Regions from separate parts of the Hordeum vulgare genome. Here region 1 is linked to region 2. The links are chromatin contacts, called in public Hi-C maps. All regions are on one chromosome and are shown on one strand. Each heading gives the region's core, a stretch centred on a gene start, on an enhancer-like site or on the middle of the called end of the contact. The rest is flanking DNA. Distances are from core to core; before and after follow the strand shown. Region 1 holds the start of LOC123434852 (plant UBX domain-containing protein 10). Region 2 holds the start of LOC123434820 (molybdate-anion transporter-like).

Region 1 (4,497 bases), core at 1,164-3,663, 640 kb before region 2:
GAAGGCACACCAACGCCACGAAGGCTCACCCTATTCTCCCTTTGAGATAACACCACGAAGGCGTTTCTCAACCACTAGTGGTAAGCCTTTGAGGTGGCTTCCAAACCCTCACAAACTTTTCCGGGGGAAATCACACAGATTGATTCCTCTCCGAAGAACTCCTACCGCCTAGGAGTCTCCAACCTACAAGAGTAACAAGATCACGGGGAATGCTCAAAACTTGCTCAAATCTCAAAATAGCTTGGGTTGAGAGGAGGAGAGGGAGACGATCTATCTTTTGATTGGAACAACTCTCAAAGGGGCTCACAAATGCTCTTGGGATCTAAGATTTCGTGTGAGCAAGTGTGTGTGAGGTAGAAATGTGTTCTTATGAGGATAAGGTTGTGTTGGGCACGCTCTCACGAAGTGGGAGGGGGGTATTTATAGTGGGGAGAGAAAAACAGCCGTTGGGGACACTTTAAGTCACACAGGGGTCGGACATCCGGCAGTTCACGGATGTCCGGGCGTCCACAAGGGGTCGGACGTCCGATAGGGGTCGGACGTCCGAGGGCTGTAAATATATCTGGAACCACTGTGGAGTTGAACAGGGACCGGACGTCCGGAGAAGGCCGGAAGTCCGAGTTATTCGACTCAAACTTCTCTGGTGCAAGATTCTGGATTTTCAAAAGGGGACAGACGTCCGGCCCCCGGAGGGAGCCGGAAGTCCAAGTTATATGGCTCAAGTTTCTCTCGTGCAAAGCTTCGGATTTCCGAAGCTGGTCGGACGTCCGGCCCTCGGACGTCCGGAGGGAGCCGGAAGTCCGAGTTATATGGCTCAAGTTTCTCTGGTGCATAGTTCCAGATTTCCGAAGCTGGTCGGACGTTCGGGCCTCAGACGTCCGGAGGAGGCCGGATGTCCGAGGCACTGGTCCTGTTTTCTGATAACGGCAGAGCAGTGGAGATGTGGTAAGAGCAGAACAATGGATATCTAGTTTGAGCAAGTTCATCACAAAACCCGAGATCCCCTCTTAATAGTGCGGGATCCCTAAAGACTCGAGAATTATAAAAGGGGTACCGATGTTCCATACTTGAGTGTATACTTTTATTCGTTGATCATCACTCCGCACCACTAACGTCAAAGGAACTGATACCTTTGAGTTAGCCCTTTCACTTGAGCTTGATGTTGTTGTTCCTTCTTGGCTCAAGTTGAAAGCAAGACATGATGAAGTCTTCAAGCAGCTCTTCCATACACAATGTGGAAAGCCTAGCTTATGTATTCATCTTCATTTGTCCACCATGTGAACATCCACAAGAATCAAACATGTAGTGCTGAGGAATGCTTATCTTGATCTTGTCCTTGTTAGCACATGAGCTTGTCCTTATCAACACATGATCATTAACAATAGTTTCAATGATATATTCGTGCTGATCCACTTGAACTTGCACACCACAATCTTGATGACGATCACCACTTGACGTCATCCTTCATGAGTTGTATGGGATCTTCCTTTTGACGCAGGCCCATGGAAGCACACCTAACCCCCACATAGGACTCTCACAAAGACCATGGGTTAGTACACAAACACGTAATGGACAATGCTTACCATACCATGGGATCACTTGATCCCTCTCGGTACATCTTATACGCTTTGTGTGTTGATCATCTTGATTTACTCTTTGTCTGAGATCTTGATCAACCTAGTGTCTCTATGACCATTCTTTGGATAATACCTTAAATACCATCTTGGTCATCATATAAACTCCTTAAACCCAACATATGGACTTCAAGAAGTGCCTATGAACAAATCCTATAAATATAACTTAAGGCAACCATTAGCCCATATGAATTGTCATCAATTACCAAAACCACATATGGAGATATATGCTCTAACAGCCGCGACGACGAGTGATGTGGCAGCGACATGGGCACAGACCAGGGTGGACCAGGGTCAACGCGATGCGCTCGAGCGCCGCAACGGAGGCAGTGAGCGGGGAGAGGTCCAGCCGTGGAGGCGGGTGGGTTGAGATCGACAGCGGTGGCGGTTGAGGTCGGCCGTGGCGGCGAGTGGTGTGGCGGCGACCTGGGCATAGGCCAGGGTGGCCCAGGGTCGACGGGAGAAGGCGATGCGTACGGGTATAATTTTTTGCAGCGAATCGTTTTTTCCTTTTGCGTTGCAGATAAATGATGGAGCGCGGGTTGAATAACAAAAATTACATTTTTTTTTTATAAAATGCCGTGATGGGTTTTCCGACGGAAGCAATAGCCGCATTATTATTAGGTAGGTATAGGTATATATAGAGGTATAGATATTCCTGATATTAATATATTTAAAAAAAACTCAGCAAATTCAACAGAAAATTTCATAAATCACAATACGTTACGCCGTATGCTTACTAGAGAAGCGATGAGCGCAGCATTCCGTTCCGTTCCGTGAAGGAAGAGGAGACGTCACGTCACCACCGAGTCGTCTCTTTGCTCGCTCTCGCGACCAATCCAACTCGAGAGTTGAGACTACTCTTCGCATCTCCTCTTCCTCTCTAGTCCCAACCACCTAACCGCCCCCAAATCTCCAAACCCTAGCTCTACCCCACCCCCACCACGCAGCCGGCCGCCATGGCCGAGACCGTCGACGACAAGGTTGCATACTTCCAGGCCGTCACAGGCATCCCCGACCCTGACCTCTGCTCCCAGATTCTCGCCGCCAACAACTGGGACCTCCAGCTCGCCGTCTCCTCCATGACCGGCGACCCCTCCTCGCCCGAGCCGTCCACTTACGCCCCGCCGCCCCCGCCTCCGCTGGAGTCCGATTCTATCGCCTATCAGCCCCCTGCGCCGGCCCCTCAGCAGCAGCAGCAGCGGCAGCAGCCGGGGATCGCGTGGAGGCTAGTGACCCTCCCTTTCTACGTGGTCTCCGGTGGGGTCGGCCTCGTCACCGGTTCCATCCGCCTCGGTGTCTGGGTCGCGAGCGGCGTGCTGTCCCGATCCCTCTCCCTCCTCGGCCTCGCGCAGGGCGGCGCTGACCGCTTGCTTGAGCTGCCCCCGTCCGCCGCGGAGGCGGTTGGCTTCCTGGCCGAGTTCGAGCACGAGTTTGGGGCTGGCCGTGGCCCGCGCTTCGTCGCTGAGGGATTTTCTGACGCGCTGCAGCGTGCGCAGCGTGAGTACAAGCTTCTCTTCGTGTACCTCCACTCCCCTGACCACCCGGCCACCCCGGCATTCTGCGGTGGCTGCCTCTGCTCCGAGCCGGTGGCCGCCTTCATAGATGAGAACTTCGTTGCATGGGGTGGTAGCATCAGGAGGACTGAAGGGTTCAAGATGAGCAACAGTCTGAATGCATCACGCTTCCCCTTTTGTGCGCTAGTCATGGCATCTACGAACCAGAGAATCGTGCTGTTGCAGCAGGTATGGTGTTGGTGTGCTCATCATTATTTTTTCCTTCTAAGATCCAGTTCCTGTGCTGCTTGGATTCTGGGTTTCAGGGTTTGTTATGTTATAATTAGCACATCGATTATAGTGCAGGTGTTTGTGTGGAGATCGATATAACTTCGCATTATAGATAAGCTTAGCTGAGTATGTGGGTTACTTGCAATTAGATAAGCTTAGCTGAGTATGTGGGTTACTTGCTGGGGCTATGTAAAATGAGTTTGCGCTTCTTTAATTACGATGTTTGATTCATTATGATGTGTTCATGCAGTAGCTTAGAACAATAGTTACAGACCTGTGCCATGTGAGTTAGTTAAGCCTATTGCTATGCCCTTGTGCCGATAGACTAATAGCTGGTTATAGTAAGATTGCCCTGCCTTCAGAATATAACTGCATTACTTATTGAGTTTATTAGTTGTCTTGGACATGTATATGTGCTGTCATATAGAAAATCTTTTATCCTACACTGTTTGTGATGTATGTGTGAACACTATAAAGTAATCAAAAACAAAAGTGCATGATATCTTTCACAAATTATTTTTATCAACCCTCCTCTATTGTTTAATTGTCTGTATTTGTTATCGGCATTGGAGTTTGAAGTTGAGTTGAGTGGTAAGATTGAATAGTGCAGTTTTAGTAATTATTACCATTCACTTGTTTTACTGCAATACATCAATTGGAATTTTAGGAGTTCTTTTTTGTTTTTTATACCCAGTTTTCAATTCCAGTCCCAAACAATTGAAATGTTCTCCCTTGGGAATTGGGATTACACATTCCTGATCCTGAATATCTTCAGATCTTGTAGTCCTATACCGAACAACTAAACCTGTCATTTCCCATTCCTGTTAACCTCCTTTTCTGGAATTTTAAGAGTTCTTTTTTGCTTTTTATACCCGGTTTACACGATTCCTCTATACACCTTTATACTTGAATTTCGATCTGCTCTAATGAACTTGACCAAAAACTGCTCATGATATTGGAAACTTAGTTTGGTAATGCTTCTTTGCAAGATTCAAACGAGATGCTGCAGTTATGAGACTTATTTGTGAAGATATGGGATTTTGCTTTGTTTCTCCCCAAGATATTTTTATCAATCC
Region 2 (4,317 bases), core at 935-3,434:
GAGCTACCCAACATCGAGGAGAGCATGAATGTGGCAAATATGAAGCCATGAGGAATGTCTTCATCATTTGGGCTCAAAGCAGGAGTCCACAAGAAAACAAAAGTGTACATTGAACCCTCAAACAGTGACTGTATGGCTCCGAGCAATGCAATCTTTTCATCTGAAATATTATGAGAATTCCATTAATCATCAACATTAAGTCCAAGACAATTATTATGTCCTTTCTTATGCCACGATAGGCTAAACTTACCAGAAGCAATGGCTTTAGCTGCAACCTTGAACTGGGCCATCAAGTCCTTTCCTTCAGATGCATCTCCATAGTTCTCACCCCACGACGATAAGATGATTGCCATGCCTATTGCTAGGAAGCAAGCAGCAGCATCAAATGGAGCAACAGGGCCAAAACCCAAGTTATCAGCCAGTAGATTTGCAAATAGCCCTGCGACAATGGCAACTAGGCCATTCCCAAGAAATATAGCCTTGGAGAATGTTATCGACAGCCACTGAGGATCAAAACCTCTCTGCACAATCACAAGGTAGATTTGCACACTGTCAGTCAAAAAATCAAGGGTGTCTTACAAGAGGGAAGTCCCCAAACACATTGAAAAAATTGCGCAGTAAGTTAATCACAAAAGGTACAGTGTTTAAGAAAAAATACAACAGCGGATTGTACTAAAGAGGAGACAACAGAGTACTCACGATACTTGTACACATCAATTAGTTTCTAGAACGAATGGCAAATTCTCAGAAGGTTTAACCTGAAAAACTGCTATTTAACATTGCCATGGTTCTCATTCCTGGTGACTCCTGACCATGTGGGAATAGTGGAACACTAGATCTACGCACACAAGGACTAAAACTCAAATAAACATATACAAAGAAACCTGGACTGCTGACAGGATGTGTGCAAGAGAGTTAACCGCTGATAAGAGTTCAACAATCAGACCTCAGATACTAGGGCAGTTAGTAGTATGTTTAGCTGTGCATTGTATTTCAGTGTATCATTACAAGTGCGTTCTCATACATCTTCGATGCAGAGGGCAGGTTCATGAAGCTTCCATTTTCCAAAAACAAGCATCACTATAAATGTGTTCTTACACATATATTTTCAGTTTTATATACCTTGAAGTCATTTTATATACAAGTTGCCGTGTACAGCAGTCAACTCTCCCTGGTCCATTAATATGACCGACACAAATACCAAAATAAGCATTATAATCAAAAGCAACGGTTAAGGGGAATGGAAGGACCATTTTTCAGAATAAAGCTGAAGCAGAAGTATACAACGGACTGAATAAGCACACAGATCTGGGCGAGCTGCTACCTTGTTGTGCTCTGCGACGAGCCACGACTCGAATGCCGAGAAGAGCAGCGATGTTGCAATGCCTCCAAGCACGCGGCCAATCATCAGAATCCTGTACTGCGGGGAGTGCTTCGTGATGCAGCTGAGGATGTAGGTAATGCAGTAGGTGATGCACGCCCTCTTCCTTCCCCTGCGAAGGACGACCCAAACCCTCGTCAGCCACCGGGGAATACCGACGAAATTTTTTACGCAACCCCGCCAAGGAAGGGATGGAGGAGCACGCACTGCTTGTCGGCGAGCGACCCGACGATGGTGCCGAAGAGCATGGAGGAGCCGAAGCCGGCGATGAAGAGGCGGCCGATGTCGCCCTTGTCGAACCCGTACTGGCTGTAGAGGTAGTACACGTAGGGCCCCTGCAGCCAGTCCCCGGCTGCGCCACCGCCACCAGCGCATGATTCAGACGTCAGAAAATCGAGAGAAGACGCAGCATTGCGCCGCCCGAGTTCAGATCTGGGCGAAATTGAGGGAGAGGTGAGGGGTCGGGCGCGTGCGTACACATCATGAGGGAGTAGACGAGGACGTAGTTGTTCTTGAAGGAGTTGAAGGCCGTCGGGGTGGCGACGCGGTCCTTGCCGGACTTGCCGAGCTCCAGCGCCGCCACGACGGCGGCGAGGCCGCCGAAGACGAGGTAGTAGAACACCTCCATGGCGGGGCCTGCCGAGGAGCGGAGGGGATCGCGATTCGGGGGGTGGCGAGTGCGATTGGGGTCGGTTTGTTATAGGGGAATGGATTTTATACGCGCAGCGGCGGGCGTGCCATCTGCGTCGGCGTTAGATTTCGGGGCAGGGGACACTGAGGCTGCGCGTGCCCGACGTTTGGTTGGGTCGCACTCGCTCGGCGGTTCTTTCTTTTATTAGTCCAAACACGCCCAAGTTTGTTAATTAAGCACAATGTTTAAAGAATTAGTCTGATAAAGAATTACTCCCACCGTCACAGTATATTGGGCGTATCTCACAGGACTCTCGGATCTAGATGTTTTTTTATTGATAGCAAAAACTGAAAGGGCCCATGCGTTGCAACGGGAGAAAGAAATACCACACTGCACACGCTCTTAATTTATAAAAAATGTCTATAATTTGAGAATTTATAGTTACGATACAAATAAAGATGGTCTTATCCTACAAAAATGCAGTTCAAAACTTCACAGGTCTTCTATTTTAACACGGCTTGCATGTAGATTTAATACGTACAAAGAATCAATCAAGTGACCTTCAATTTCATCTCTAATCCTGATTTTGTTGACGTGTTCATCCCCAACCCGGATGAGCACCGGTATGAAAGAAAGACGAATAATTACTTATTTATTAAGATTGCACCCTAGATAGTATTTTTATTAAACGTTTAACAGATAAAATAATATCATATTTAAATTCTACATATTTTTCCAATCAAATTCCATGTATAATATGTTAAATTTGGAGTTACGGTTTAAAAGGTATGAGTATTTAAAAAAATATTTAATATATACTACGAGTTTAATGTCATAAACAGTAAGGGCTTTTTTGTAAAATCACCTCGGTGGGTTTTCCGACGGAAGCGATAGCCTCTTTATTATTAGGTAAAGATAGCAAAAACCGAACCAACGACTGTAAAAGCGCCTAATTAATCACAAAACTGACGCATTAGTACCCCCGTCCACTAAACGAACAACTTTCTCGCATGCATTGGTGGAGATGGTTTTCAAAACACCCCAATTAATAGGCTAATTAAGTCATGCGCCTTATTTCCTTCTAATTGTGAAAAATTATCGTTTTAGAGATACGCTCAATATACTGTGATGGAGGGAGTAGCGATACTGGGATTTTAAAATGTATGTGAATTGATAGCTATTACAGCTTGGTATTTATGATGGAATAGTCACAAACTGGTTGGTGAAGAAAAGTTTGAAGATGCACATTAAATTTCAATGGATGCACCCGCCTAAGGCCTTTATCAATGCATCGTTTTTAAGCACATTATCATGGAAGCATTAATAATTTAAGAGGCTACTAGTCCAATGCATTGTTTCTTAGGCTGGTCATAGTGGGGAGTATCATATAGTAGTATCATGCATGTGATATTATTGTATGATACTACCTCCATAATGCATAGTATCATAAACTAGTACTACCTCCGTCACAGTTTAGAAGGCATAGTTAAATTTACGTGCTTTTCCATAACAGACAAGGTTTAGGACACATTGCATTTACTCCTAGCAGCTAATTAGTACTCTATTATACTATTTCTATATGCATGTGTAGTGTGAATGCTATTTTTTAGCCCATCTCACAGTCAATCAATAACCACCTAGGTTCCAGAGAATTTGCATGCATGCCTTCTAAACCGTGACGGAGGGAGTATCATAGATGACCTCATTTATTGACATGCATGACACATAGTAGCATAGCATTTAACATGTTACGGTATCTACCTATGTTACTCTAACTCTCTCTCTCTTCTTTAATTGTCTGCCACATCAAAATGTTTGCTAGTCTCAAGTACATGATACTACCTAAGTTACTCCCACTATGGCCAGCCTTAGGTCTGTGCCAATGCATCATCTCTTATCACGTTATCATAGAAGCATTAATAATTTAAGATATAATCATGACAATCCATTGTTTCTTATGAGTTATATGTACACTTAATAATTTGGAGTAATGGATGCATATGATTGGAATAGAACCGTTTTTTGCCTATGACCACGTGCAAGGGTTGTATGTTAGCTAAGATACAACCTCATCCTCTTTTTTCATTAACTAGTATGCCACGTCGGCAAAATACCTATGAAGTCGCGCTAAGAAACTAGCATTGTCACCGACCTTAGAGGTTGTCTCTAAATTTAATGATTTGGTGTTCATGCATATATGTGATTGGGCTTTTAACCATTTTTACCTATGGTGACGTGCAAATGTTGTATCTTAGCTAAGATACAATCCTACTCTCTCTCATCATTAACTAGTATGACACATCAC

What was found. Hi-C and Micro-C count contacts between places; a contact is called where the count stands out from the background.
Region 1: a contact with region 2 is called in a Hi-C map of leaf, with 2.4 times the contacts expected there. The contact joins the promoter of LOC123434852 here to the promoter of LOC123434820 in region 2. A contact is called at or near these places in 1 of 6 Hi-C or Micro-C datasets (leaf) and 1 of 1 datasets of contacts at active chromatin or transcription factors (embryo).

What each region holds. Positions count from the first base shown.
Region 1 is chr1H:339,115,092-339,119,588 of MorexV3_pseudomolecules_assembly, reverse strand. It overlaps LOC123434852 (plant UBX domain-containing protein 10), which reads left to right and starts at 2,413. Exons shown (of 4, transcript XM_045115538.1): 1 at 2,413-3,379. The coding sequence starts at 2,594.
Region 2 is chr1H:338,479,396-338,483,712 of MorexV3_pseudomolecules_assembly, reverse strand. LOC123434820 (molybdate-anion transporter-like) reads right to left here and starts at 2,184. Exons shown (of 8, transcript XM_045115536.1): 1 at 1,859-2,184; 2 at 1,589-1,733; 3 at 1,325-1,493; 4 at 251-521; 5 at 1-160. The coding sequence starts at 2,009.